7 separate regions of the Mus musculus genome follow, and all the other regions are linked to region 2. Evidence: chromatin contacts called from public HiChIP or PLAC-seq and promoter capture Hi-C data. All regions are on one chromosome and are shown on one strand. The core of a region is the stretch at or near the end of the contact, and the rest is flanking DNA. Distances in the headings are between cores, read along the strand shown. Region 1 holds the start of Stom (stomatin). Region 2 holds the start of Mapkap1 (mitogen-activated protein kinase associated protein 1). Region 3 holds the start of Rab14 (RAB14, member RAS oncogene family). Region 4 holds the start of Zbtb34 (zinc finger and BTB domain containing 34). Region 5 holds the start of C130021I20Rik (Riken cDNA C130021I20 gene). Region 6 holds the start of Cntrl (centriolin). Region 7 holds the start of Zbtb43 (zinc finger and BTB domain containing 43).

Evidence for each region. Promoter capture Hi-C pulls out the DNA fragments that hold promoters and counts their contacts. HiChIP or PLAC-seq counts read pairs in DNA pulled down with a chosen protein or histone mark.
Region 1: a promoter capture Hi-C map of erythroid cells shows a contact between it and region 2, with 4 times the contacts expected there. The contact joins the promoter of Stom here to the promoter of Mapkap1 in region 2. A contact is called at or near these places in 1 of 39 promoter capture datasets (erythroid cells) and 1 of 115 datasets of contacts at active chromatin or transcription factors (pancreatic cancer cells).
Region 3: a promoter capture Hi-C map of liver shows a contact between it and region 2, with 2.6 times the contacts expected there. The contact joins the promoter of Rab14 here to the promoter of Mapkap1 in region 2. A contact is called at or near these places in 3 of 39 promoter capture datasets (cranial neural crest, liver and pre-B cells).
Region 4: a contact with region 2 is called in a promoter capture Hi-C map of liver, with 4 times the contacts expected there. The contact joins the promoter of Zbtb34 here to the promoter of Mapkap1 in region 2. A contact is called at or near these places in 4 of 39 promoter capture datasets (hippocampal neurons, liver and pre-B cells), 1 of 115 datasets of contacts at active chromatin or transcription factors (astrocytes) and 1 of 9 other capture datasets (adipose tissue).
Region 5: an H3K27ac HiChIP or PLAC-seq map of microglia shows a contact between it and region 2, with 5 times the contacts expected there. The contact joins the promoter of C130021I20Rik here to the promoter of Mapkap1 in region 2. A contact is called at or near these places in 2 of 39 promoter capture datasets (hippocampal neurons and liver) and 1 of 115 datasets of contacts at active chromatin or transcription factors (microglia).
Region 6: a contact with region 2 is called in a promoter capture Hi-C map of erythroid cells, with 5 times the contacts expected there. The contact joins the promoter of Cntrl here to the promoter of Mapkap1 in region 2. A contact is called at or near these places in 2 of 39 promoter capture datasets (erythroid cells and pre-B cells).
Region 7: a contact with region 2 is called in a promoter capture Hi-C map of liver, with 3 times the contacts expected there. The contact joins the promoter of Zbtb43 here to the promoter of Mapkap1 in region 2. A contact is called at or near these places in 6 of 39 promoter capture datasets (the 3T3-L1 cell line, hematopoietic stem and progenitor cells, hippocampal neurons and 2 more), 1 of 484 Hi-C or Micro-C datasets (Th1 cells) and 2 of 115 datasets of contacts at active chromatin or transcription factors (astrocytes and large pre-B cells).

Annotation. Positions count from the first base shown.
Region 1 is chr2:35,335,202-35,338,849 of GRCm38.p6, reverse strand. Stom (stomatin) reads left to right here and starts at 1,841. Exons shown (of 7, transcript NM_013515.2): 1 at 1,841-1,991. The coding sequence starts at 1,931.
Region 2 is chr2:34,404,777-34,408,168 of GRCm38.p6, reverse strand. It overlaps Mapkap1 (mitogen-activated protein kinase associated protein 1), which reads right to left and starts at 1,318. Exons shown (of 12, transcript NM_177345.4): 1 at 915-1,318.
Region 3 is chr2:35,199,243-35,202,609 of GRCm38.p6, reverse strand. Rab14 (RAB14, member RAS oncogene family) reads left to right here and starts at 1,490. Exons shown (of 8, transcript NM_026697.4): 1 at 1,490-1,850.
Region 4 is chr2:33,429,566-33,433,186 of GRCm38.p6, reverse strand. It overlaps Zbtb34 (zinc finger and BTB domain containing 34), which reads left to right and starts at 1,863. Exons shown (of 3, transcript NM_001085507.1): 1 at 1,863-1,956.
Region 5 is chr2:33,639,935-33,643,552 of GRCm38.p6, reverse strand. It overlaps C130021I20Rik (Riken cDNA C130021I20 gene), which reads right to left and starts at 2,360. Exons shown (of 3, transcript NR_046275.1): 1 at 2,209-2,360; 2 at 1,952-2,077; 3 at 1-1,426. It overlaps Lmx1b (LIM homeobox transcription factor 1 beta), which reads left to right and starts at 2,455. Exons shown (of 8, transcript NM_010725.3): 1 at 2,455-3,111. The coding sequence starts at 2,955. It overlaps Gm39790 (a long non-coding RNA gene), which reads right to left. Exons shown (of 3, transcript XR_866136.3): 1 at 3,606-3,618; 2 at 3,323-3,483; 3 at 3,082-3,174.
Region 6 is chr2:35,108,101-35,111,313 of GRCm38.p6, reverse strand. It overlaps Cntrl (centriolin), which reads right to left and starts at 1,818. Exons shown (of 44, transcript NM_001379274.1): 1 at 1,685-1,818.
Region 7 is chr2:33,466,431-33,469,943 of GRCm38.p6, reverse strand. It overlaps Zbtb43 (zinc finger and BTB domain containing 43), which reads left to right and starts at 1,412. Exons shown (of 3, transcript NM_001025594.1): 1 at 1,412-1,511.

The sequences.
Region 1 (3,648 bases), core at 592-3,091, 930 kb before region 2:
AGAGTTCAGTTCAGGAGCACGAGCAGCACAGACAAATACACTTGGAAACACCGTTTTCCTTTCTAGTAAAAGAACAGTGAAACATAAATACTTTATTACAATAAGCAAGGATTAATTTCCTATTTGCACTGCTTCCCCGAGAGCCACAGCATATACAGGAAGTTCACACCCTGGGGTTTATTTATGGCAGAATGGGGAAAATGAAGCTGTGGACTTTGTCAAGGAAGATTCCGAGAGAACAGACCATTAAGCTACCATAGCCCCCGCCTTCTCTACGAGCAGCTTATCGATAAAAGGCTAACCATGTGATTACATGAGTTGGGACATCATCCCCAGGACTATAAATATTTGACCTATTTTATGGGAAGTCAATTTGAGAAAGCTGAATCACAAAGCTTAAAATTCTAGAACCTTCACCCTCAAGCAAAGGTCGACTTGATCCTTCCCACTGTCACTTTCCTGCTTTCTTCTGGACAATATCAGTGTTCCAGAGCTATAAAGTCAAGGGACAGCATTTCATGAGAGGGAACCACCACAAGGCATCTGGAATTACACAGCAAATACTGTGTGTGTGTGTGTGTGTGTGTCAGAGAGAGAGAGAGAGAGAGAGAGAGAGAGAGAGAGAGAGAGAATGTTTCCAAGAGGGAGCTCTCAGCAGTGATGAACTAGCTCTGTATCTTTATAACTGTGTTTATAAGAATGTATATACATGTGATAAAATGGCATATTTGAATACTTATTCTGTCAGGGCCAATTTCCTATTTTGAGACTGCACATAAAACAGATTTAACTATAGGAGTAACATGAATAGAGGGTCCTTGTGACCACTATAATGTCTTTTCAGCTTTCTGTGATTCTATGTTTATTCAAAATAAAATGCCTTTTAAAAGTTTATTTTGTGTACCTTAATATTTCCCTGAACAGTTTGCATTGGGACAGTCCAGGGAGAAAAACAAAAACAAAAACAAACAAACAAAAAAAAAAACCAGCAGTGATTTTTCAAACATGAGGTTTTCAGTTACAAACTGCAAGGGAGGCAACTTGAGACTGGGAGGGTTCTGGCAAGTGCTTCCTCCAGAGCCTGGACACTGTAAAATGTAATTTTAGAATCCAGGCCCGACCTTTCACCTCTCATGAATAAGTCTGCCCCCATTCCAAGGTTGGCTCTTTCAGGGGACATTTTTCACGGGCCACATCCTTATTTATAGAAAGAAGCCTTTCGGTTTTGATTAATCAAATGGGCTCCGTGCTGTTGCTTTCGAAACACCCTTAGCTTGTTTGTTTGTGGTATAATACAAACTTCACGAGGGCTGGCACTGTGTCCACCTCTGCCCACTGCATCAACTGGGAGGCCCTCGCCTGCTAGAGGCCAAGCGCTCCGTAAGTTAATTTTGTCTGAAAAAAGTAATGTACCGCCTGGAAATTGGTCTTCTTTGGGGCAAGAGCATTGACGCGAACTCCTTCCTCTCACTGCCTACCCGATGTACCAGGCTATACTCAGCACCCTCAGCACGCCCCTCAATCTGCAAGACCCCCACTACAAGAGGACGCCTTCCCCCTCACTAATGCCTGGAATCACAGGATGCCTTGCACCGCTCCTCAGCCCCGCCCTGTTCTCACAGCTTCTCCTCGGATCAACCCACTGGAAGCTGGAGCGAGACTCTGGCAGGGCCTTAAGCATTCTGGCCTCACTGTCTTACCCTCCTAGTATCTGCCTGCCAACACCCCCTTCAGGCCACGCCCCCTCCGGTCACGCACTCTGAGGGCGGGAGAGGCGTGTCTTCTCCTCCATTCCCGGGCACCTATTGGGCGGGCCGCCAGCTGGGGGCGGGACTGCACCAGAGCTTGAGCCCCTTCGTTGCTAACGGCTCTCAGTAAAGCTCCGGCTTTGGGAACTGACGAGTTTTTGAGCGACTCTGACTCCAGCACTATGTCTGACAAACGGCAGTCCAGCCATGTCCAGTCTCAGCGGATCCCTGAGTCCTTCAGAGGTGAGTCTCTCGTCCCCCGCACAGCCTCTTCAAGCCCCCCTCTGGGTCCCGAGACCCACCGCCTGCAGTGAGAACCCCCGCAGACCGCCGGCGTGCCTCCACTGCACTGTGTGCGCTTCGCAGAGCCGTCGTCTTCTTCATTCCTGGGTTCTCGGGCTGATACATGATGATTTGGGGGTGCTGGGGTGCAGCCTGCATGGCAGTCAAGAGGGCGCACTCGCGCGGCAGGGGCGTGTATCCATTGCTCGGCACCCTAGCAGGCAAGAACTGGCTTATCCTTTGGGTCCTAGATGCCAGGTGCCTATCACCAGCGCTTCTTTATCTCGGGCGGTGCACGCAGACCAGGACAGACCCTGGCAGCCAGGAGTGGTAGAGGCGCCTCTTCTGCAGCTTCAGCCTCCTCTGCTCATTCTTGTTTCTTTTCTGCCCCAGCGCCTGGGAGGGGAAGCAAGCAGTCCCAACAAGTAGCCTTCAGCAATCCCTACGTGATCCACAGTCCTCTGAACCAGGGAAGAACTCCCACCCTCTTCCTGCCGTCCCCAGCTTCGGGAAACTAATCAATTTCCTAGTAAAGGGCTAGGCTTCAACCTATGACACAGTAGGCGGTATAGGCAGAAGAAAGGAGGTCTCCCTGGCTTTCCTTCCAGTTCCATTGTCTGTCCCATACTGTGTCCACTTTTGTCTTAGAGATCTCTCCTTCCAGGTAAATAGCTCACCACTCTTCTGGAGCCTTCCTAGTTTTGAAGGCAAGAACTGTTAGCAGGCCCTCAGGCTATCTTCTATAAAAAAATTAGAGCCCTTGAGCGAACTACCTCCTTGAGCCTTTAAATTGTATAACTCCTTGGGGTCAGGAGATGCCCAGTAAGAGAAAATAAACCTCGCAGGAGTCCTGCTATCCTCCTGGGAGCTTTACTAATCTAAAGGAATTATTTCTAAAGATGGAATTTCAGGGAGAATGACACGGTGGAAGAGATTTAGGAGGCTGAGTGGGCTTTTCCATCATCCTGCGGAGACAGCTGTCATCCATTCGGATTATTTGCAAAGCCAACCTGGCCTCCCATCTAACGCCCATCCCCCTGCCCAGAAGCATCTTTAACTCTTTCTCAGGCGAATCTTGAGGATCTCAGATGGCTCCAGAGTGTTGTAATAGGAAACCTACAGGATTCCATCCTCGGGATTATGCAGAAAAGCCTGTGTGTGTATCATTCTCCATACTTTAACCCTTCCCCCAACTGGGAGCATAGCAAAATTAAAGAGAGCCATAGCAAAACTGACCCTTAATAGGCTAAGCACTACCCTAAGTGTTTTATAATGTGATCTTATTGAGTCCTCACAACTGATACTTAGTGACTTAGTCACAAAGGCTTAAAATTCAAATGTAATTCTAAAATGTGAACAGGAGAAAAGTGCCAAGTCTGCCTCTTCAGTGCTGGTCTCTGGCTTTAGATCAAAGTGTGGGTGTGTTGGCGGTCTCCTTCACCTGTACTCAGACCACCGAAGTGGGGTTGGATTTGGAGCCCCACCCTAGGACCCCCCTGTGGGAAGTGGATTTGGAGCCCTGCCCTAGGAATGAACTCAATCTCTATTCCTAAAGATCATTATATTTTTCTTGCTCACAGACCAATTTGAGTTTTGGTTCTAGACCCCTTTTCTTGGT
Region 2 (3,392 bases), core at 69-2,568:
AGGCAGGACAGGGTGAGGAAAAAAAAAAGTTTATGTGAGAACAAATCAAAAATGATGTGAGATCCTACTTATCCAGAAGAAAGGCCCATAGCAGGGACTTTTAAAAGGTTAGCTGTTAAACACTAGCAGAGAGCCACAAGATTATAGAGGCGTCGCAGGCACTATTCACATTTAGTAGCAGAAGGCAGATATGAGCAAAGCTTAAAGGAAAGGGACACCTGGCATGCCCCTCCCTAGCGTCCAGTAAGCTTGAAGGGGTGTGACTGAAAAAGATGGGGGCAAATAGCATTGAGCAAGATTTGTCACTGCAGCTTGGGTGGCTCCTAAACATAGGAGTAACGCACTTTATTTCTGCCCTGGTGGTTGTGCACAATAGGGACCCATCCTTTCTGTGAGTCCTGCGAAGGCCGACCTCATCAACTGATGTGTCTGTACACGTTCCTGTTTACACCTGGGAAGGTTTTGAACTCGGCCCTTTGGGGGTTTGTAATAAACATGGTGCTTTGCACAGAGTTGGGAACAGTGACAGTTTCAAATACTGCGGTCATTCATTGGAAGCTGTAACAAATTGTGAGGTCCCTGTTTCATCTTAGAGCTTCTGGCTTGAGTTATACACTTCTTTAAACTATAATCTTTTCTTCTTCCCAACCCCCCCCCCACGGCCCCCGCAACTTCACCATTCCTTGTCACTCCCATAAACAGAAAAACGGACTCCAAGTTCCCCGCAGCGCTCTCGGGATATAAACAATCAGTGGGACCGTTTCAGGACTGCCCTGGCAATGCTTTGAAAAGTTGATTTCACAGGATGGAACTTGGGCACCGGACCTTGCAGAGTTCCGAGACCCGAAACCGCCAGAGCCAAGGACTGCCCCCTCCCCCGCCCCCGCACAACCAGGTCCAAAGTCTCTCCTCACCTAAGTCACACACCCAGCTGTCAGGCTCAGGAAGAGCAAGGAAACCGATGTTCCCAGGCCACCGAGCACAGCCCCAACGGGCGCCGCTGGGCAGCGACGGCAGCGGGGTGCTGAGAGGTCGGAGGGTCCCGCGGGCGAGGGGGCGACGGCTGGGGCAACCTTTACCTGAAGCTGCTCCCACACTACAGGCCGCCTCGCCCGGGACACGTCCCTGAGGGAGGTCCCGACTCCCCCACGCCTCCCGGCCCCTGCACCGAACCCAGCGCCTACGAAGTCCTCGGCAGTCCTACCGGCCCACTCGGCCCTGGCGCCCCGGGCACGCCCTCATGACCCCGCCGCCGCCGGCCGGCAACAGCAGCCCTGTTACCCAGAGCCGCGCCACGACCCGGAACCGTACCCCGCGTACCGGAAGTCCCCGATCTGCAAGACGCCTTTGGCTGGGGACGCAGTGCGCAAGCCCCAGAGCCAGGAACGAGAAGTCGCTGCCTCCCGGGGGCGGGACAAGGGGCGGGAACTGGTGGGTGGTTGCGCATGCGTGCTGCCCTTGGCCGTTTCTGGAGCAGGTTAACCAACTTCTGTTTACCTTCAAGTGTAAGGATCTCTGTAAGCTACGTCTTACTTTTACAGGGAAAAGTCTTCATCTTAACCGCCATATCAGAAAGAAGAGTTCACTGCAACTATTATTTGCTACATGGACATAGTATCAAACTGCTTTTTAAATTACTATCTAAACCCAGATTAGTGACGCTCTCACACCTAATCAGAGAAGTTTGGGTATTTTTTTGTTTTATTTTGTTTTGTTTTTTTACTGCAGTGGACAATGGTTAATACAGAAACTCTCACAAGTGGCCATGGTGCACAGATGAAATGTCCATCGAGTGCTCAGCCACAGTAGGACACTGTAATTGTAACTTATTCTCCTGTCGTTCTGTAGTAATTGTCGTCTGGAGGCTTACTATCTCAGTCTGCTAACCTAGACCTAGTCCTGGAATTTTTCAGCCTCCATTGAATCTAATCAAAGCCTAGAATGTTTTCAGCCTGAAATGTTTGCTGCTGAATACGATCATCCTTTCTAGTACTTTCTGATCTCGGACTGGCGATTCTGGCTCAAACTTTTCTCCAAGCTGACTGATTCAATCTGGCTCCACTCAGTTTCTGACAGAATTGCTCTGCTAGGCTTCATTCTAATTTAAGCAACCTGTTCTAATCCCCTGGTTCTTTTTCTTTGGCTCATTCTATCTTCACCTGTGTCTAGCTTGTTCTCTCTTCAACCTGTCTGTATCAAACTCTCCTTGTAAAACTGCCTCCTTCCCTCTTCTCTTGAGAGTTGGGTATATCCTATTCTGTCAAATCTTTTTCTGATGCATCACTTTGTCATTCAATTAGACATCACTTTCAAACATGGCTGCTTGCTTCCATTTACCAACTAACTTTACCTTCATTGTTTGCGATTAAAGGTGTGTACTAAGGGCACATCTGTATTCCAACCAGAGGGATTAAAGGTGTGAGCTAAGGGCTGAGCCACACCACAACTAAAAACAGGTTTTTTCAGTAACACAACCGTGGGGTTCACAGTGTGATCAAATACCCTGCAACAGGATACATAGCACCTTCACTGAAAGGCTCAGAGACCACCATTGAAATTGGGAACAGAAAGATTGTAACAGCCAGAGGCCCAGAAGAAACAATACCTTCTCTGCATTCATGAATTCACACTACCTCTGGTTACCTGTACAAGAAATGCACAAGATAGCCGGGCATGGTGGCACATGCCTTTAATCCCAGCACTCGGGAGGGAGAAGCAGATGGATTTCTGAGTTCAAGGCCAGCCTGGTCTACAAAGTGAGTTCCAGAACAGCCAGGGATATACAGAGAAACCCTGTCTCAAAACCCCAACCCCCCCCCCCAAAAAAAGAAACGCACAAGATGAAGCCAGTCAACATTCCAGAATGGAAGCAAGAGGAGCTCACAAGCCCAGTTCCTAGACGAGTTATGGACAATTGCTGGCTACTGGGGGAGGAAGAGTTGGTTTACCTTAAGGGCATGGCAGGTCAACCATCTCCAACGGATGGCGCCACACTCAAGAATTTATGGGCAACACAAACTGGGATCACATTTTTTGAGGAGGGGGACTAGTGAGAAACTTGGAAGAGGGCAGGAATGGCTCTGGGATGATTATTTGGGGTGGTGAGTGTGACCAGGATACTTTTTATGTATGGAGTGGTAAACTTACTTAAAAATATTTTTTTAAAAAGTCAAATACCAATCTAAATTTCTGTTAGTCTTCAGACACTAGACCTCTTCTCAATGTTTCCATTAGTAACAGCAGTGCCAACTTCTGAGTATTGTTATGAGACTCAAATAAGTTCACATATGATAAACACCAGCTCAGTGCTCAACATGGAGTAACACATGTGAATCAGCATGCTCCTTGCCCACTCATAGTGATGACAAGAACCATATTCAGGACTGGTAGAC
Region 3 (3,367 bases), core at 241-2,740, 790 kb before region 2:
ACCAATTTCTATCTTATATATGTCATATGGGGCCCATTCTTATTTAAACCACCACAATGAATTAAACCACTGACCTCCAGGACTGGAAGAGAGTACCTTATGCTTATCAAATAATAATAGTCCCCATTCAAGGTATTATATGCCAGGAATTTTGTATGCATTGTCTATTTAATTTTAACAAGAAAGATAGGAATTAGATATCACATCCTTACTTTGGAGAAAAGTCTGAGGACCTGAGAAAGTAAATGACATGTATAAAACTGTTGTCTGTATCATGTATTTATCAAAACAAGAGATTTTCAAACTGCTATGTATTTTTCTAATGACATCTCACTTTCCTAAGGCAGAACCAGTTTACAACGAAAGGTTTTAAACGCTTAGAATTGCGACTTTTCTTTGGGGGTTCTGGAAAGGGCCATTTTATCCACTAGGCATGGTAGGGATAATGGTTACAGTCCATAGTCCCTTCAGAGACACACAAGATATGTACCAAATCCTTTAAAATCATGGGGGGAAACCTGGGTGTGATGGTGCATGTCTTTAACCATAACACGGGAATACAGAGACTGGCAAATCTCTGCAAGTTAGAGGCCACCCTGATTCACATAGTGAGTTCCAGGGGAACCAGAAGTACATACTGAAATCCTGTATTGAACCCCACTCCACTCCTCAAAAAAAATCAGGAGAAAAAAGGTCAACTTCTATGCTGAAAAAAAAAATTGCTTTGCTTTGCGTTATTAACATATCCATCCTTGTGGCAATGTAATTGTAAAATATAAATTAAACGTAAATGTAAGATAAATAACGTAAATGTCAAATAAATAATAAGATAAAAAAAGGAAATGTAAGATAAACGTAAATGTAAGATAAGTAAATCCACATCCAGGTTCTACAAGGCAAAAAGACGAAAGACCAAGAAAGTGAAACTGTTGCTTTCACCAAGGTGTCTTGGGAAGGTGGGAGTGGGAAGTGTCTTGGGAAGGTGGGAGTAAAAATGTCAAGTTTCCCTCTTCCTGTTGCTGGTGTCCGCAAAGCAAGGTTAAGCTAGACAAAGATGAAACACAAGAAAGGGCCACCTCCTAGCTACATGATTATACAAATGGGTTGGTCAATGTGAACCACCCTTTTGCCTCTGATGGCACGAGAAGCGTCTCTGGGTGTTGGCCAGCCTTGTTCCTACTAGTCTCCAATTGGTCTGTAAATGTTGAATAAATGCAGTAAATACGTGTGTGTTCCAGAAGCCGGTATACAGAGGCGGCCCAGTGATAAGCAGTTACGCGTATTAAAAATAGTTAGGTCTCTAACGGCGACAATTCTGGACAGACACTGTCAACCCTTAGAAAACAGCGTGCGAACCTGCGCAGTAACTCCGCCGGGAGGCGTGGCACACGACTACGCTTGCGCAGGCTCCTTTCCCCGCCTCCTTCAGGCGTGAGGACCAGTGGGGGCGGGCCGAGGCCGAGGCGGGTCTACTCCGGAGGGGCGAACTGACGAAGGGGCGTGGCCGTCAGGTTAGTCTCCACCACCCTCTTCCGGGCTCCGCTGGCTGCGCGCGCATCCTCCCCCCTTCTTTTGTGGTCCGGCCCATTGCGAGGGTGACAGGAAACCCTGTGCAGGGAGCGCCGCCATCTTGGGCCAGCCCGAGGAAGATCCTGAGGGAGCCGCAGGAGCAGCCGCCGCCGCCACCGCGACTGCCACCCGAGTGTCTGCAACCTCCGGCCAGCCCGCCTACCTGCCAGGGCCTCGGCTGACGGATTCCGGCCTCCCTCCCGCCGCGTCCGCCCTCCGCTTCCTCGTCCTGACGTCCCCCTCCCGTCCGGAAAGCTGCCCAGCCACCAGCAACCCCCCAGGTAACCAAGGCCTTCCGCAGGGGCCGCCGGAGCCAGCCTCCCAGCCCGGCCCTTCCAAGGGGCGGAGGCGAGCCGAGAGGTAGGCGGGCGGCGTCCCGGGCTGGGCCCCGCAGGCCGCGGCCAGCCCGGGGGTCGGCGGAGGGCGCCGGCCTGACAGGACTCCGCGGGGCGAGCTGTCGCCCGCGCCGTCCCGGGCGGCTCGCGCTCCCTGCCCGCAGCCGGGCTCCGAGGCGTGCAGGGAGGGTGTGTTCCCACCTCATCCGTCCGACCTGCGGGGCACAGCCGCGGCCTCCGCAGGCCCGAGTCTCGCCGCCTTTGCCCGCGGCTGTAGAACACCCCCGCAGTGTTGCCCCACGCGTGGCGCGCCGGCCTGCCACCCACGAGCCCCCAGCCGTGGCAGTCCCACCCTACAGGGCCTCAACAAAAGGCAGCGCTTCGGCGTCTCGGGCTGGCTCCCGTGTCCTTGTAAGCCACCGCTCTGTCGTCCCGGCTGAGGATTGGGCGTGTGGGACTGTGCGCGAGGTTCTCCGAATCCCTGTAAAGTCCCTGGCCAGCCTGCACTGGTTGGAACCTAGACAGCATCTAGAAAGAACGAAGGGAAAAAGTTTGGGCATCTCGAGAATTTGAGAAAAGACGATGGAACGGGAACGCTAAAACTCCAGTGTGTGCCAGACACGGGTTTAGGTGTCTTCACACATAGCTTGCTTGCTTCGAGTGCCTTTTGAGAGTTTTCCGCATTTTTTTAATAAGGGGCGAGGGACGGACCGAAGCCAGAAGTTGTCCTGTAGCTGAGTAATGATGGAACACAAATGATGGCTTCTCCCTATCCTGGCTGGTATGTTTTGTACTACAGTACATTCCACGAGGGCTGAGATACACAATACTGGATCGGTTCAGAGAGGAGACAACTGAATTCCATTTTCTCTCCATTCACACTGGGTGAGAACTGATAAGACCCAAAATCTATCATGTCAGCTGCTACTCTGGCAAATGCTCCTTGGAGGAGAGGTGGTGGTAGCATGTCCTCCGTATTTGTGAAGAAAGCTATGTTCTTGGTGGCTGCACAGCCAAGTATGGAAATTCTTGGAAAGTTTACTGGTCATGACATGTTGTTTCAATTACCTTTTATGTAAATGTGATTGTTGAGTACAAATTTGACCCATTAATAATGCAGCTTCCTCTTTTCCCTTCCCTGCAGCAGGCGATTATCTCGGGAATTCAGTGTAACTAGGAAATGGCAGAACCCAAGGCACAAAACCTTAGCCTACACGCTTTCGTGCATGGTCAAGTAAAATCGCCCAAACCATACCTACATGTTAGTTACTGAATTGATCCTAACCAAGTTAGCTAACCTCCCAGACTCAGTGTCCTTATAAATTGTGCCCACATTTCAGGGTCATTTTAAGGATTAACTAGAATTAAAGAAAGCTCAGGTTTGACATGCAAGTTGCCTGTAGTTTTGCTAGCCATATAATGGGTGTTTAATATCTGTTGGACAAGTACTGTCGAAGTAGACT
Region 4 (3,621 bases), core at 614-3,113, 980 kb after region 2:
GAGTCAGCATTGTGAAGGAACTCTCACATAATGTGAGGTTCTAGAAGTAAGTGGACATCTTGGATCTGTTAAGAGTCAGGCTCCCCCTGCTGGTCTACTACTGCTTATGTAGGAGGCAGGTGGATGGAACACAGCAGGTGTCCATCCTGATGAGAAAGTCCTGTGTGCCCTCTAAGGACGCCAACATTTGCCCACATAGATATCGGTCTGGTCATATAAGACTGCAGGGTGAGCCGGGCAGTGGTGGTGCACGCCTTTAATCTCAGCACTTGGGAGGCAGAGGCAGGTGGATTTCTGAGTTCGAGGCCAGCCTGGTCTACAGAGTGAGTTCCAGGACAGCCAGGTCTATACAGAGAAACCCTGCCTTGAAAAACAAACAAACAAACAAACAAAAGACGCCCAAGTGGTCTGGTATGAAATAGTAAGGGTAGATAGATGGTCAGTCCTTTAAGACATTTGGCAGGAAGGCCAAATCCTTAACATTTTAGACTCCATTGTCCTTAACACATGCAAGCACTGTCACCGTCGAGAAACCAGATTGTTACCCACACATTCAATAAGAATCAGTTAAAATGATGAGCCCCAGCCGGGTGTGGTGACGCACGCCTTTAATCCCAGCACTCGGGAGGCAGAGGCAGGTGGATTTCTGAGTTCGAGGCCAGCCTGGTCTACAGAGTGAGTTCCAGGACAGCAGAGCTACACAGAGAAACCCTGTCTCGAAAAACAAAAAAAAAAAAAAAAAAAAAAAAAGATGAGCCCCCAGGCTGGGTTCACAGGGAAACAGAATCTCATTGCTGTGGACATTGTGAACAAGCCCAGACTTCCTGCCCGAGGTAGTCTGTTTTGTTTTGCTTTTTCTTCTTCTTTTTAGCTGTTCCTTTTTATTGTATGTGCTGGGTGTTTTGTCTCCATGTATGTGTGGGTACCACGTACATGCTTAGTGTTGGGAGAGGCCAGAAAAGGGCGTTGGATCTCTAAAACAGGAGTTATAGACAGATTGAGGCCTGACATGTGGTGCTGAGAATTGAACCTAAACAGTCAGCTGTCTTTTTAAATTAGATATTGTCTTCATTTACATTTCAAATGCTATCCCAGTCAGCAGTCTTAACTGCTGAGCCATCTCTCCAGCCTGTGGGTTCTTGTATTATTATTATTTGGTTTTTCGAGACAGGGTTTTTCTATAGACCTGGCTGTCCTGGAACTCACTCTGTAGACCAGGCTGGCCTTGAACTCAGAAATCTGCCTGCCTCTGCTTCCCAAGTGCTGGGATTAAAGGCGTGTGCCACCACTGCCCGGCTGGGATCTTGTTTTAAAGCCAGATAGCCTTCTTTTTGCAGAAGAGAAAAGCTGCCCAGGTAGTTGGGCATGGGGACTCACACTTGTAGTGTAATCCTGGGTACACAGATCTGTTTGAGTTGAAGGCCAACCTTATATATATAGTGGAATTCTGTTTTTTAAGACCTTGTCTCAAGGCAAGACCCTAAAATAATAAAAATAGAAATAAAGAACTTAAAAAGCATGGCTTAGCAGGTCGTAGGTGTGGGGCTTTCCACAGGCTTAGGGTCCGGGTGCACACGGTCGAGTCCTGCTCCGGCCAGCAGGTGGAGCCAAGGAGAAGGCGGGCGGAAGGCCACGGGCCGCAGAGTCGGGATTTCAGGCTCCAAACCCGGGTTGCTGTTCAGCTACCCGCCCGTCTACTGGTCGGCCTGCAGCACTAGCCAGGAGCTGGGATTCCGACCGGCCCGCCGCGAGAAGTCCGGCCATATCGACACCCGCCCGGGTCCGCGCCTGCCCGGAAGCGCGGGCGCCGAGGGGGCGGGGCCTGGAAGCGCTTCCGGGGGCGGGGGGCGCGGGCAGGGGCGGCAGCGGGAGCGGCGGGGAAGGGCCTGGCGCCGGCGGCGGCGGCGGCGGAGGGGGCGCCGCGGGCGGGCGATGTGAACGCGGCGCGCGGCCCAGGTGAGGCTGGCGGGCTGCGGGCAGAGGCGGCAGGGTCGGGGCGACCCGTGGGGCGGCTGTCCGACCTCCCCCGTGAGCGCGGCGGGACGGGGGAGAGGCTGCCTGGTCAGTGTCGGGGCCGGCCGGGCGGGGTCTTGAGGCCCGGGCACCTGCCGGAGGCCAGGCGCTTGGCCCCGAGGGGTGGCGACCCGGGGCAGCTGCCCTGCACCCCTCCAGCCTCCGCCCCGGGCGGCTCGCTCTCCCTCCCGTACCGAGGGGTCTTAGTGACCGTTGTCCCCGGAGAGCCAGGCCCGGTTTGCGGGGGTCAGCGGGAGGCTGCCCAGGAGCCGCTGCCTCTGGCCATCGCCGTGTGCCAGGTAAACAGGCGGCGCGTGTTAAGCTTGGCCTGGGTGGTCTGCGTGGCCACTGGCGCAGGGCTGAGGACGGACTGGGGAGGGGGCGTGTTAAAATACTGCTCGCCTAGGCCAGGTGACTGTTAGGGGGCTACTCAATTCTGGGACGCCCCATCTTGAGGTTTTCAGCAAGTCTTTCCCATTCCATGCTGGGCCTCAGTTTCTCCATGTAAGAACTGAGAGTTTAGATGAACTCCCTACAGACCTCTCATGCTGTGAATATCTGACATTGCAAGGTCTATGCCTGGTTCAACACGCTGGGCAGTTCTACCGATGTCTCCCCCTCCACTCCAGATGTAGACTTTTTAACCACTTCGTGCACTTTGCCTCGGGGAGGTTTAAAATGATTCCCAGAAGGGTTTTCTTGGAAATAGCTTTACTGATCCTTCATCGTTCCTTGCTGCCGTCCGTAGTTTTCCCGTGGAGCGTTTTGCATGCAAACATTTTGCTGTCCGTATTTGCCCATTCTCTCTTTGTTCCCTAGTCTAGGCTGTTTTTGCTTCACATCTGGATTATTGCAACAGCTTCTTAGTTGGTCTCTGACTCCAGAGGTTTCACCCTCCCCCATCCTTCCTTTATGCTAACGCCAAACTTAGTGTAGGAAGTTTAAAAAAAATAGTAGAGTGCTTGCTTAGTAAAAGTCAAAATGCAGTTGAGTGGTGGACGAAAGGAGTTGAAGGTACAGTGAGTCTCCAAGGCTTTACAGTGGGTGTTCAGACATTGCCTGTGACTAGGTGATGTCTGTGACACAAGGCCACGTCCCGTGGAATTCAGCAGGAGAGGTATAGGTCAGCGAAGGGTGGTACTTGAACTGTGTGTTAAAGGGGAGTAGGATTCAGATAGGGAAAAAAGGATCCTATGGAGTTAGTGATTAGTGCAGCTTCCTGGCCGAGGAGGGGTAAGATGGGAGAGGAGGCGTAGGAAAGGTTGATTAGGCTTGGTTCCTGAAAGATCTTGAACACTAGGCCAAAGTTGAAACTATTCTAAAGGCAGGCATATTCCAAGAAGAGACCAGGGTTGCTAGAGGTGGAAGGAATAGAGGCTAGGACATAGGAATAGTGAGCTAGGGGGCCATGGCAGTCAGAGCCATGTTGAGAGCTGAACAGTGAGTATCCTTTCTGCTTGCTTCACGCTGTCCAGTCTTTGCTACTTCTCCAACCCCCTTTCAAGGGTCTCCACGGTTTGGCTTTTTCCCTCTCACCTGAACCTAACCTTTTTTTGGCCTCTGTTCTCCAAGTTTGGCCAGCTTAGGACTGCCTGTAGGGCTGTTCCA
Region 5 (3,618 bases), core at 1,111-3,610, 770 kb after region 2:
AGCCGGGCCACAGGGGCCACCATTCAGCCAAAGAAAAACGGAGAGGAATGGGGTAGAAATGGACAGGCACAGGGAGCGTGGGGGAAATGGGAGGGTGAAGATGGGGGTGAAACACTGTGCGATTGCTTAGAGTCCGAGGTTCGTCTTTAAGGTTTGAGACAGAGAAGATTCTTTCGACTCAGCCTGAAGGAGATGGCGAAGCTCCGGGCCTGGAACCAGGGCTTTCGGTGCCCAGCAGTGGTTGCAGAGACACACTATGGCCAGCAGAGGGCGGAGTGCACCCGGTTGGGCCGCTGCTTCTGCGAGCGGTTCGGTGCCTCCCGGCTCTGCACGCCCCAGCCTTTACCCGCTCGGCTTCTTCCCGCAGTAACGCGCCAGGGCCCAGATACCCAGAGAAGGCGGTCCAGATCCAGGCCCAGGCCTCTGCCCAACCTCAGGGCTCAAGGCCTTAGATTTTTCACACTGGGTAAAAACAAGGACGAAGGGTGGGTGAAGAAAACTCTACATCCACATACCCATGCTCCTGGATACACAAAGGCGCCGAGAAATACACAGAACACAAAGCCACAAACACAAAAACCCCTGGGCGACACAGAACAATTCAGGAGCTCCGGGGCAAACAGAAACACAAAGGTAACTCAGAGACACACTTATAGAGAAAAATCTACCAGATTCGCTAAAGGGGCCGAGGCGCATACAAAGGCGTAGACATCTTCACTATCTACACCTTCACGAGGACACACACAAAGACGTGTAAAAAACATGACATAGAAGCACGAGAGACGTGTACCGAAAACACACACACTCATTGCCTGGAAAGACGTAAGGACACACAAACACAAAATGTATGTGCACAGGAATACGGGTGCACACGTTCTCAATAGCTTCCGCGAGGCGGGAGCGCGGACACACACAGACACACTCCGATACCCACCGACACACACGCAGGTACTGGGGTGGGGCGGTGACCGCTAATCCTCCACAAAGCCGGGCCCCTCCGGGGGGCCCCCCCAGCACAGGGGGCCACTTCTGACCAAGCCTCCCTCAGGCTCCAAATCTGATCCGCCCTCTCGCCTCTAGCGGGGTCAGGGGACCCGCCCTCCGAGCCCTCCATCCCCTCCCGGCTTCGCGCCGCTGCTCCACAGCCGGAGGGGCCAGGGCCGCCCAGCAGCAGCTCGCAGGGGCTGTTAACTCCTGCCCTGGGACCGCACCATCCCTCCTGCTATTCCAGGACGAAACCCGCGCGGGAGTGGTGGGGCCGAAGGTACCCTGTTTCCCGATGCGACGTCTTCTAGTTTTCTCGCGGATGTCTGGCCGGATGCACCCAGGAGTCTCCAGCTGCGTGCCGCTGGCCTTGCGTTGCCCGCTGTCGAGGCCCACTTTGCCAAGGGTGGCCAGCGCTCAGTCTCTAACCCTGGCCAGGTCCCTTAGCCACAATGAAAGGGCACCGATTTCAGAGGTCACACAGATTTCCTTAGAACGACTGTACCCATGCCGTTCCAGGCCTCCACCCCTAGATCTTGAGGACACCACTTCTTACCTGCCCCTCATACTCCAAGCCTTGGGAGGCCCAGCCTTCGCCCACTGACCCCGGCCGGGAACAAGATATCTTTCCGAGCCCTGTTGACCCTCTTAACACTCTCTTGGTCTCAACCCGGGCCTGACCGTCCTCTTTCACCCAAGATCTCCCATTCTGGCTATGAGAGCCCCCTCAACTCATTCCCCCGCCCTATTTCTGCCAGGCCTGGGCTTTTTGGGACTACTTACTCAAACTACAGCCCTTACACCCCCTCCCCAGGTCAGGGTTCCCTTTGGCGAGTCCGGGGCCAGCGGTTCTTGCTTACATTTGATGTTCCCCATCCCTCGACCCTAGGAGCCCTCTCAGCACACCAGGCTGTCCGGTGCAGGCCCCGCCTCCCGAGGGGACACCAACTCAGACCCTGCGACCTACCTTAGACTACGAGTCCGGGTTTGGGCCAGCCGCTCCCGCCTGGCGCTGTCCCCTGGAGAAGTCGCTGCGTTCCCCGCCGTCCTCACAGTCTGGCCTCGCTTGGGGCCACTCCTCTGAGCGCTGGAGCTTAAAAAAAAAACAACAAAAATATTAATAATAAAAAAGGCAAGAAAGAAAAAAAAGAAAGCCTGATTTCCCCAACTCCCAAATCAATTTTTCAAGAGGGGTGGGGCACAGGATTTGTTTCGATGGCTAACCAAACTTCTGCCAATGGTGGACAGGATGGTCGCCTGGATTCAGGGCGCGGCACGGGGTGCAGGACGGGGGCTAAGGGAGCCCTCCCGCAGGGAGGGGGGGAGGCGACGGCACTATTTGACGTGGAGCAGCCGGCTCATCCCGGCGCAGTGATACGAGGCGCACCAATGAGTTCAAATGTCAGGAAGTTTGAGGAGGGGTGAGGCGGCTCGGGGCCGGAGTATCCCTCCGCCGCCAGCCCCAGCTCTAAACCGAGCGGCTCCTCGGGCGCACCATGGCACTGGAGTAGTGCGGGGAGCGCGCCTGGAGCCCCGCGGCCTGCTGCGCCCCGCCCGGGACCCTGCTGCGACGCCCGCGCCCCCCCAGCCCGCGGGGCCGCCCCTGCACCCCCGCCCCCTCCCCCGCCCGCCGCCGCCGCCGCCGCCTCCTCCTACTCCTCCGGGCGGCTCCGCGTGCCGCCCGCTGCTGCAGCCGGGACCCGGGGCTGACAAGCAGGTGACAGGCGAGCAGCGAGTGCGCGTGGCTGCGAGTAGCCGGTAGAGAGCGGCGCGCGGGGCTGCCAGCCGCCCGGGCCCTCCCGCACGACGCCGGGGCCCGGGGCCAGCGCGCCGCCGCTCCACGCTCGCCCCGGGGCAGCGGGCGGCCCCGACCCCGCGGGCGCCGCGCCTCCCCGGCTGCAGCGGAGCGGGCGGACGGGCCGGAGGGTGAGCGGCCCAGCCGGCGGGGTCCGCAGCGCGCCGGGCGTCCCATGGATATAGCAACAGGTCCCGAGTCGCTGGAGAGGTGCTTCCCTCGCGGGCAGACGGACTGCGCCAAGATGTTGGACGGCATCAAGATGTTGGACGGCATCAAGATGGAGGAGCACGCCCTTCGCCCCGGGCCCGCCACCCTGGGGGTGCTGCTGGGTGAGTGCTGGGTCGCAACGCTCGAATAGTGCGGGTCAGGGGGTAGGGTTGTCCGTCGTGCCGCTGTGGATACCGGCGTGAGGGGCAAAGAATAAAGAAAATAGGTTTTCAGGACGTGGGGAGGGGGTCCGGACCCCTGGAATGACCACCGGAGGGGTAACAAGCACACCGAGACAGAGCTCCCTGAGGGGAAAACGTTCAGGGACGTCACCTAGACAGAGGACTGAACAGCCTCAGCCGTCACTCACACCGTCCTCTCCGGGTCTGGGTTCTAGTGCTGCTACACTGGACTGAGCTGGGGTGGGAAGCGGGTGGCAGGGATGCTGGAGAACCAAGTTGTCTCCTTAGAGCCCGGGAGAGAGGCCAGGTCACCTGGGGAAGGGGAGCTTTTAGAAGAGAAAACTATCCCCGGGTCTATCCCAACCGCGGTTCTTGGGGTAGAAGGTTCCAACAGCATCGTGGGGCGTGTCAGCCAGCGAGTGTCCTGGCCTCACCTCGCTGGTTGGG
Region 6 (3,213 bases), core at 569-3,068, 700 kb before region 2:
TTTCTCAGTTTATCAGCTCAAACTTTTCACAGGTCCTTTCCATACAAGGTCACATACAGGAATATTTGACAACCAACACTTGTAAGCACTCTATCCTCCCAGAAGCTGGTCTGGGACACCATGCTCTACTGACATAACCCTGTTCTACTCCATGGCCTCCTTTGCTGGCTCATGTTCCTCTACTTCCTCTAAATGTCAGCGCTCCTCCACAATTCCTTTTTGTTCCCTTTAAACATCACCTTGGGCAACCTAATGTAGACCCTCAGTTCTCAAACGTACAGCTAATTTTTAGGAAAAAAAATATTTAGTGAGATAGTATATTAAGTAGTTTTCAATCCAATGACAAGTTGGTATCAGAAAAGGATATTGTAATAGAATGTTGCATACAAATCTTTATATAAGTTGAATTTGGCCTGAGGCTGCTTTCCTTTGGCCTTGAGTTTCCCTATAGCCAAATACTACCTTCATGTACAAAACGAAACTGAAAGCCCAGTTTAACAATATACTTTTGAAAAAACTAGCTGAGTGTGGTATCAGACCATCTTCAAATAAGACAAATGCTCATCTGCAACCAACGAAGCTGTCCTTGCAGATTCTATTTCTGTCCATAAGTGCTGTCCATTCTCAGAACCCTGATTCACTGAGAGGGTCAGCCTATGAGATAGTGTGTGTTTCTACATGCAGACTTCACAGGAGCTATGGCAACTCAGGGAGGGAAGCAGGGGTGTGGAACCATCACTTAATCTTTCAGTGATCCAGGTTTCTGGAACCCACTGAATACTTCCCTAATTCTATAGGAATCATTACTTAGAAGTAATAATTTACTAATCAGGGGAAGTAACATAGGACCTCATAATAATTTAATGAGGATTTGATAAGAATAATTCTAGATGGTTTATAATTTCAGATTTTTTAAGAGAAGACTATGATGTAGGATACAAAATAATTGAATTGTCTAGTGATATAGAATGCACTGCAACCAGAGACATGGGAGCCAAATAAACCCTTTCCTCCCGGAGTTGCTTTCTGTCACAATGTCTTACCACAGCAATGGAAACCTTAACTAAGACATCTAGGAAGTGGTTAAGGGACATGCCCAGAGCCCCAGTGAGATGGCTCGGTGGGTAAGGGCATTTTCTGTGCTAATTTGACGTTCTAAGTTCTGTATCTGTAGCCCACGGAAAAGTGGAGAAAACCCGACTCCACAAAGTTGTCCTTTGCCCTCCATATGCGCATCACGATATGTGTCCCGTGTCCGTCCCCCCACCCCCATCATCCACACATGCTTCAAAAAGGAAAAAAGGAACAAGCTCAGAGTCACAGAACTGAGGTTAAACAGCAGAGCCCTCAGGACCGCCAGCCCATCTCCATCGCAGTTATCCCGCAGACGGTGACACACCCCGGCACTCTTCCCTCTCTGCGGGAACCTCATCCTTCTAAGCGCCGCACCCCAACTTTGCGACTCAGCAGCGCCCCGACCTAGGCTGTGCACGCCTCTCCTCCCCTGCCCTCCCTCCCCTGCCCACGCCGGCCCCGGCCCTCCTCCTTCCCGTCCAATCCCCTTTCCAAGCACACTCCCCCGCCCCGAATGCGTCCGGAGCCGGCACACCTCACGCTGGACCAGGGCTTTCCGGCCTTTGCCGCCCGCCACCCAGGCTCGGTCCGGACGCCGAAGTACACTCACCGCCTCAGCACGGGAAGGAACGGCCTAGCGGGAGGGGCGAGGCGGAGACGCCGGGATACTTCCCCTCAGGAGACCGACAGCACAGCAGCCATTTTGTTGTGTTGTGCCGGTTGCCGAGAGGGCCAGCTTGGTGTGGGCGGGGCTTGTTATCGCCACGCCCCCGACACGGACTAGTGGACGGGACGGGGCGGAGGCGCTTCCCGCCACCCTTGCCGCCTCTGCGCGCGCTCAATTTGGGGGTGCGAAGCTTCCGGGTATGAACCTGGCGGGCTGTGGTCAGCCCTCTGGGCGCCGAGTCTGTGAGGAGAGATTTTTTCCACTGAAGCAATGGGGGAAGGCTTACGTTCCTCTCCCTAAGGCAACAACCGGAGGAACCAGTATGGAGATGTTCACAGCATTCGATCTTGGGATGATGGAAGGCAGGCCTTGAGCTCTCCCGTGTCTCGATGCACACTATCCTTTACGCGACTATTTTGGAGGCAAATTGTCATACTTGGAAACTGATCGAGCCGGACGTGGCTGCACCTCAAGACTGCTTGGGCTCCAGTGACCATTCACTTGAGCTATATGATCCTAGGATTCACAGTCCAAGAGTGCCCCTTATGTTAGTACAAAAGAACTAAAGCAAGCATTTACAGAGACTTGAGCAGATCATGCCCCAAAGAGCAGCCTTCTACTGTATTTCCTAATTGTCTGCACCATGTGCTTGCGGAGGCCAGAAGAGGGCATCAGATCCCACATAACTGCAGGTACAGACCTTTGTGAGCTGCCATTTGGGTAGAGGAATCGAACCTGGGGCCTCTGGAAGAGCAGTTATATGCTCTTAAGCACTGAGCCATCTCTGCACCCTCTCCATCATCTTTCTTAACTACCTTGTTCTCCAGTCAGGCATTAACGTTTCCTTTCTTTACCACAAACTTCCTGGCTCATTTTTCTAACACTTTTACAAATTTCCTTTCTGCCTCAATTTCTACTCTCATGTAACATATAATCGTCCCCATTTCCAGCAGTTAACCTTAATGATTTGAAAGAACTTAGAACAGTAGCTGATAAGTCTAATTTTTATCATTAAGCAAGACTTCTTAGAAGTCAACTTTCATCTTAACTCTGAAAGAAGAGTTTAACCAAGGGCAGGTGTTTGCTTGGCAAAGAGAACAGCTTGTACAAACCCCAGGAAGGATTGGGAAAGTTGGCAATGAGCTGGACATTAAGTAATTCAGGGCGGTTTGAAGAAAACATAAGTAATGCACAAATGCAGTTCAGTATGAATTATGCAAACGTCTGGTGTGGTGACGCTAAATATGAAGGGGAACCTTTTAAGCAGCATGAAGCCTGTTTGTAGAAGCTGAGGTCGTTTGACCTAATGGGAAGTTCTGATCATTTCCAGCAGGAGGCACTATTGGATCTGGTGGGCATGGTCCTCTCTTTCTCCGCAACTTTGCAGCACAATTTTTGGCTGTTGGAAAGCAAACTCTATGCAAAGATCTATTTAACCTTGAAAGGACTTTGGACCTATTTTCAGACAAAGT
Region 7 (3,513 bases), core at 163-2,662, 940 kb after region 2:
CTCTTAACCTCTGAGGCATCTCTCCGACCCCAACCCCAGCCCCAATTTTTTCTTTTTTATATGCATGTGTATTTGTATGTGTGTTCATGCAGATGTGGTTGTGCTGGTCAAAGGAAAACCCCTAGTGCCAGCCACTCCTTTTAGGCAGGTTCTCTGTTATTCTGAAACTCACTGATCCCTGCCTCCACAGCACTGGCGTTAAAATCCTGCCACCACACCTGCTATTTTTATATGGTTCTGGGAGTGAATTCAGGTCCTTAAGTTGCAATGCTTTGTAAAGGATTTACCAACTGAGCCATTCCCTTAATCCCCACGTTTTTTCCCCTAGCAAGATGTTCCGCACCTGTTCCCAGTTCTGTGCTTCAGTATTTGTTTTCTTTCGTTTTGTTTCCCCGAACTTCTAAAAAAAAATTTTTTTTTTTAATGTGTATGTGTGTTTTGCCTGCACACAAGTCTGGGTACTGTTTGCCTGCCTGGTGTCAGTGGAGGCCGGAAGAGGGAGACAGATAACCTGGAACTGGAGTTAGGGAGGCTGTGTGCCACCAGTTGGGTGCTTGAAATTGAACACAGGTCCCCTGGAAGAGAAATGAGTAGTCTTAACTATTGAGCCATTTTTCCAGCCCTCCCAGAATTTCTTTGAATAATTCTCTCGGGGAGTCCCAACCTCCTCTCTAAATACGGCTGAGTTCCAGAGCCCAACCAAGAAGTAGGCGTGCAAGCTGGGCGGTGGTGGCGCAAGCCTTTAATCCCAGTACTTGGGAGGCAGAGGCAGAGGCAGAGGCAGAGGCAGAGGCAGGCGGATTTCTGAGTTCAAGGCCAGCCTGGTCTACAAAGTGAGCTCCAGGACAGCCAGAGCTATACAGAGAAACCCTGTCTCGAAAAAACCAAAAAAAAAAAAAAAAAGAGAGAGAGAGAGAAAGAAAACAAAACAAAACAAACAAAAAAACAAAAAAGAAGTAGGCGCACACCTGGGAAACTGACCTAAGACACAAATGTGTGTCGGGTCCAGCTTGTGTATCCACCCTACACCAACTATGGGGAACACATCCTTGCAATCCTGATACTCAGCAGGTGCAGGTACGAGTGGATTTAAGTCCAACTTAAAGCCATCTTGAAATGTTATTACTTTTTTTTTTTTTTTTTTTTTTTGGTGGTGGTGGTGGTGGTGGGGTGAGCGTATAAATTGCAAGAGTCAGTCTTCCACTAAGGCTTCCAGAGCTACGAACTCGAAATTATCTCACTCTTCGAGACCATTGCGCAGACGCCAGTACCCTGCGCGTGCTCTCCTGAAGACCCGCCCCGAAAGCACGCCTGGAGCATGCGCACATCCCAGCGTCGACGACACGCCTCCGGAAGCACTGGCAATTTCGAGGGCGGGATCAGAAAGCGTATCCGAGGGACGAGAGGCTCGGGCGGAAGTTGTCCCCGCGGTGGCGGCGGAGAATAAGGCCTTGGTACGGCAACGGGGACGCTCCGGTAGGCTGGAGCTACGGGCGCGGAGCCGTCTGAAGGTACTGCGGGGCGGGGAGGCTGGGCGCTCGCGCGGGAGGTCGCGGTCGGGGTCACGAGTGGCCGCGACACGGGACACTGCTCTCCCTCCGACGGCGGTGATGCGGGACGGCGCGAGTGACTCCGAAGCCCCGGCGCCCCGGCTTAGAGTCCTGCGGCCTCCCGGGCGACCTCTTGGCCAAGGTCACCCCGCGGCAGGTGCACCGCCGCCTGGAGCTCTTGGAGAATCCGCCCCCGGGGCGACCTCCGGGTCGAGCCACCCACGCACGAACCGACGCCGCGAAGGAGAACCTCGCTGCCCTGAGTTTCGCCTCTTTGTCAGACCGTTGTCACCTGTTTTGTCCTCACCTGGCCTCTTGTCAGCTGGAGTTTATACTTTGCATCTTTGGTGGTGACAACCTTTGGACTTTGTCTTTACCTCTGTCTCCTCCCTTGCCTCAGTGTTTTTTGACTCTGCTTCTGCCCCCTCGGGCCGCCCTCTGGTTCAGGGCCCGAAAGTCACACTGACTTCTTGGTCATTTGTCTGTCTGTCTCTCTGTGTGTGTGTGTGTGTGTCTGTCTCTCTCTCTCTCTCTCTCTCTCTCTCTCTCTCTCTCTCTCTGCCAATGTTGTGTTCTTGTTCTCTCCTTCCCAACTGAGTTTGTTTAGGCAGGGCGGGCCTTGCCTGGACCTCTGAGCCATGGAAGGTGACTCATGACCCTGTAAAACTCCCCTGGCCGGGCACCATTACCAGTGGCCCGATCACAGTCTGGTCTCAGTTCTGACAAGTGTCACCAAACCTAATAAAGTGTCAGGAGCTACTGCTTTCACGGTGAAGGCCCATCTCAGGATCTAGGCAGTGGTTTGCGCAGGTCTCCACAACTCTTTGCTCTTTCCAGAAACCCTGGGTGGCCTCCAGGGCTGTTTGGAGCTGCTCTGTTTAACCAGGCCAGCATCTACAGGCTTAGGAAGGACTAGACTTCCATCTGCCTCTGAGACCCTTAACTTAGCACAGTAGCAGAGTTCTAGGAGCAGTTTACTGAAGAACTTAGAAACCTAATAGGAATCCATTCCCTGCTTGTTTCCAAAGTATTGTCTGAGACAGAGACACCATAGGGAGGAACACTGAAACTTTTGGAGTGGAGTGTATCTGGAATAGACAGGAGATGAAACATATTTTATCAAGTGCCTGAGTCAAGTAGGCTGCCTCAGTGGATACAGAGTTTTAAGAGATGGAAAGAACGTTCTAGAAATGGTTTGTGCACAACAGTGTGAATGCTACATAACTAACTCTGGTTTGCAACATTTAGTTGAATCCTTTGTAGCAATGCAAGCCAAGCCCTTCCCAGCAGCAGGTTCAGCTGATGTGGAGTTCCTTTCAATCTTGTAGCAGCAGTTTTCCCCTCCCTCCCGGCCCCTCTGGAGTCAGTGCAGAGATCTACTGAGGGGCAGCTTGAGAAACACATTACCTTTGACATGCCAAGAGCTTGTAAAACTGGAAAGATACTCCTTATTAGAGTAGAAAGTGTTCTGGTCTTTTTTCACAGGCTAGGCCTTTTTAGTTTTCTTGGATTTTTTTTTTTTTTTTTGGCTTTGTTTGTTTGTTTCTGTTTTATAAAACTTACCTGCCTTAAGGTCATTTCCCCAGCATTTGGTTTTTTTGTTTGGTTTAGTTTGGTTTGGTTTGGTTTTTTGAGACAAGATCTCTCTATACAGACAGGATGGCCTCAAACTCTGAGATACTCTTGCCTCTACCACCTGAATGCTGGAATTAGAGACTTTTGCCCACATGCCTGGCTTCAAGCTTTGTAATATGCCTAACAGTTGACTTATTGTTGTGTTTCATTGACTCTTGATGCCATCAAGTGTTTTCTGTTCACCAAGAAAAGAAACAGTGCCTGGAGCAGAATTCATTCCCAGCACTGTGTTTCTTTATCCTAATTAAAAACACTTTGACTTAGAGGTTTAAAGAATAAAATCAGTGCACATTCAATTGGTCTTAAAATCAGAAAAACATAAACAAAG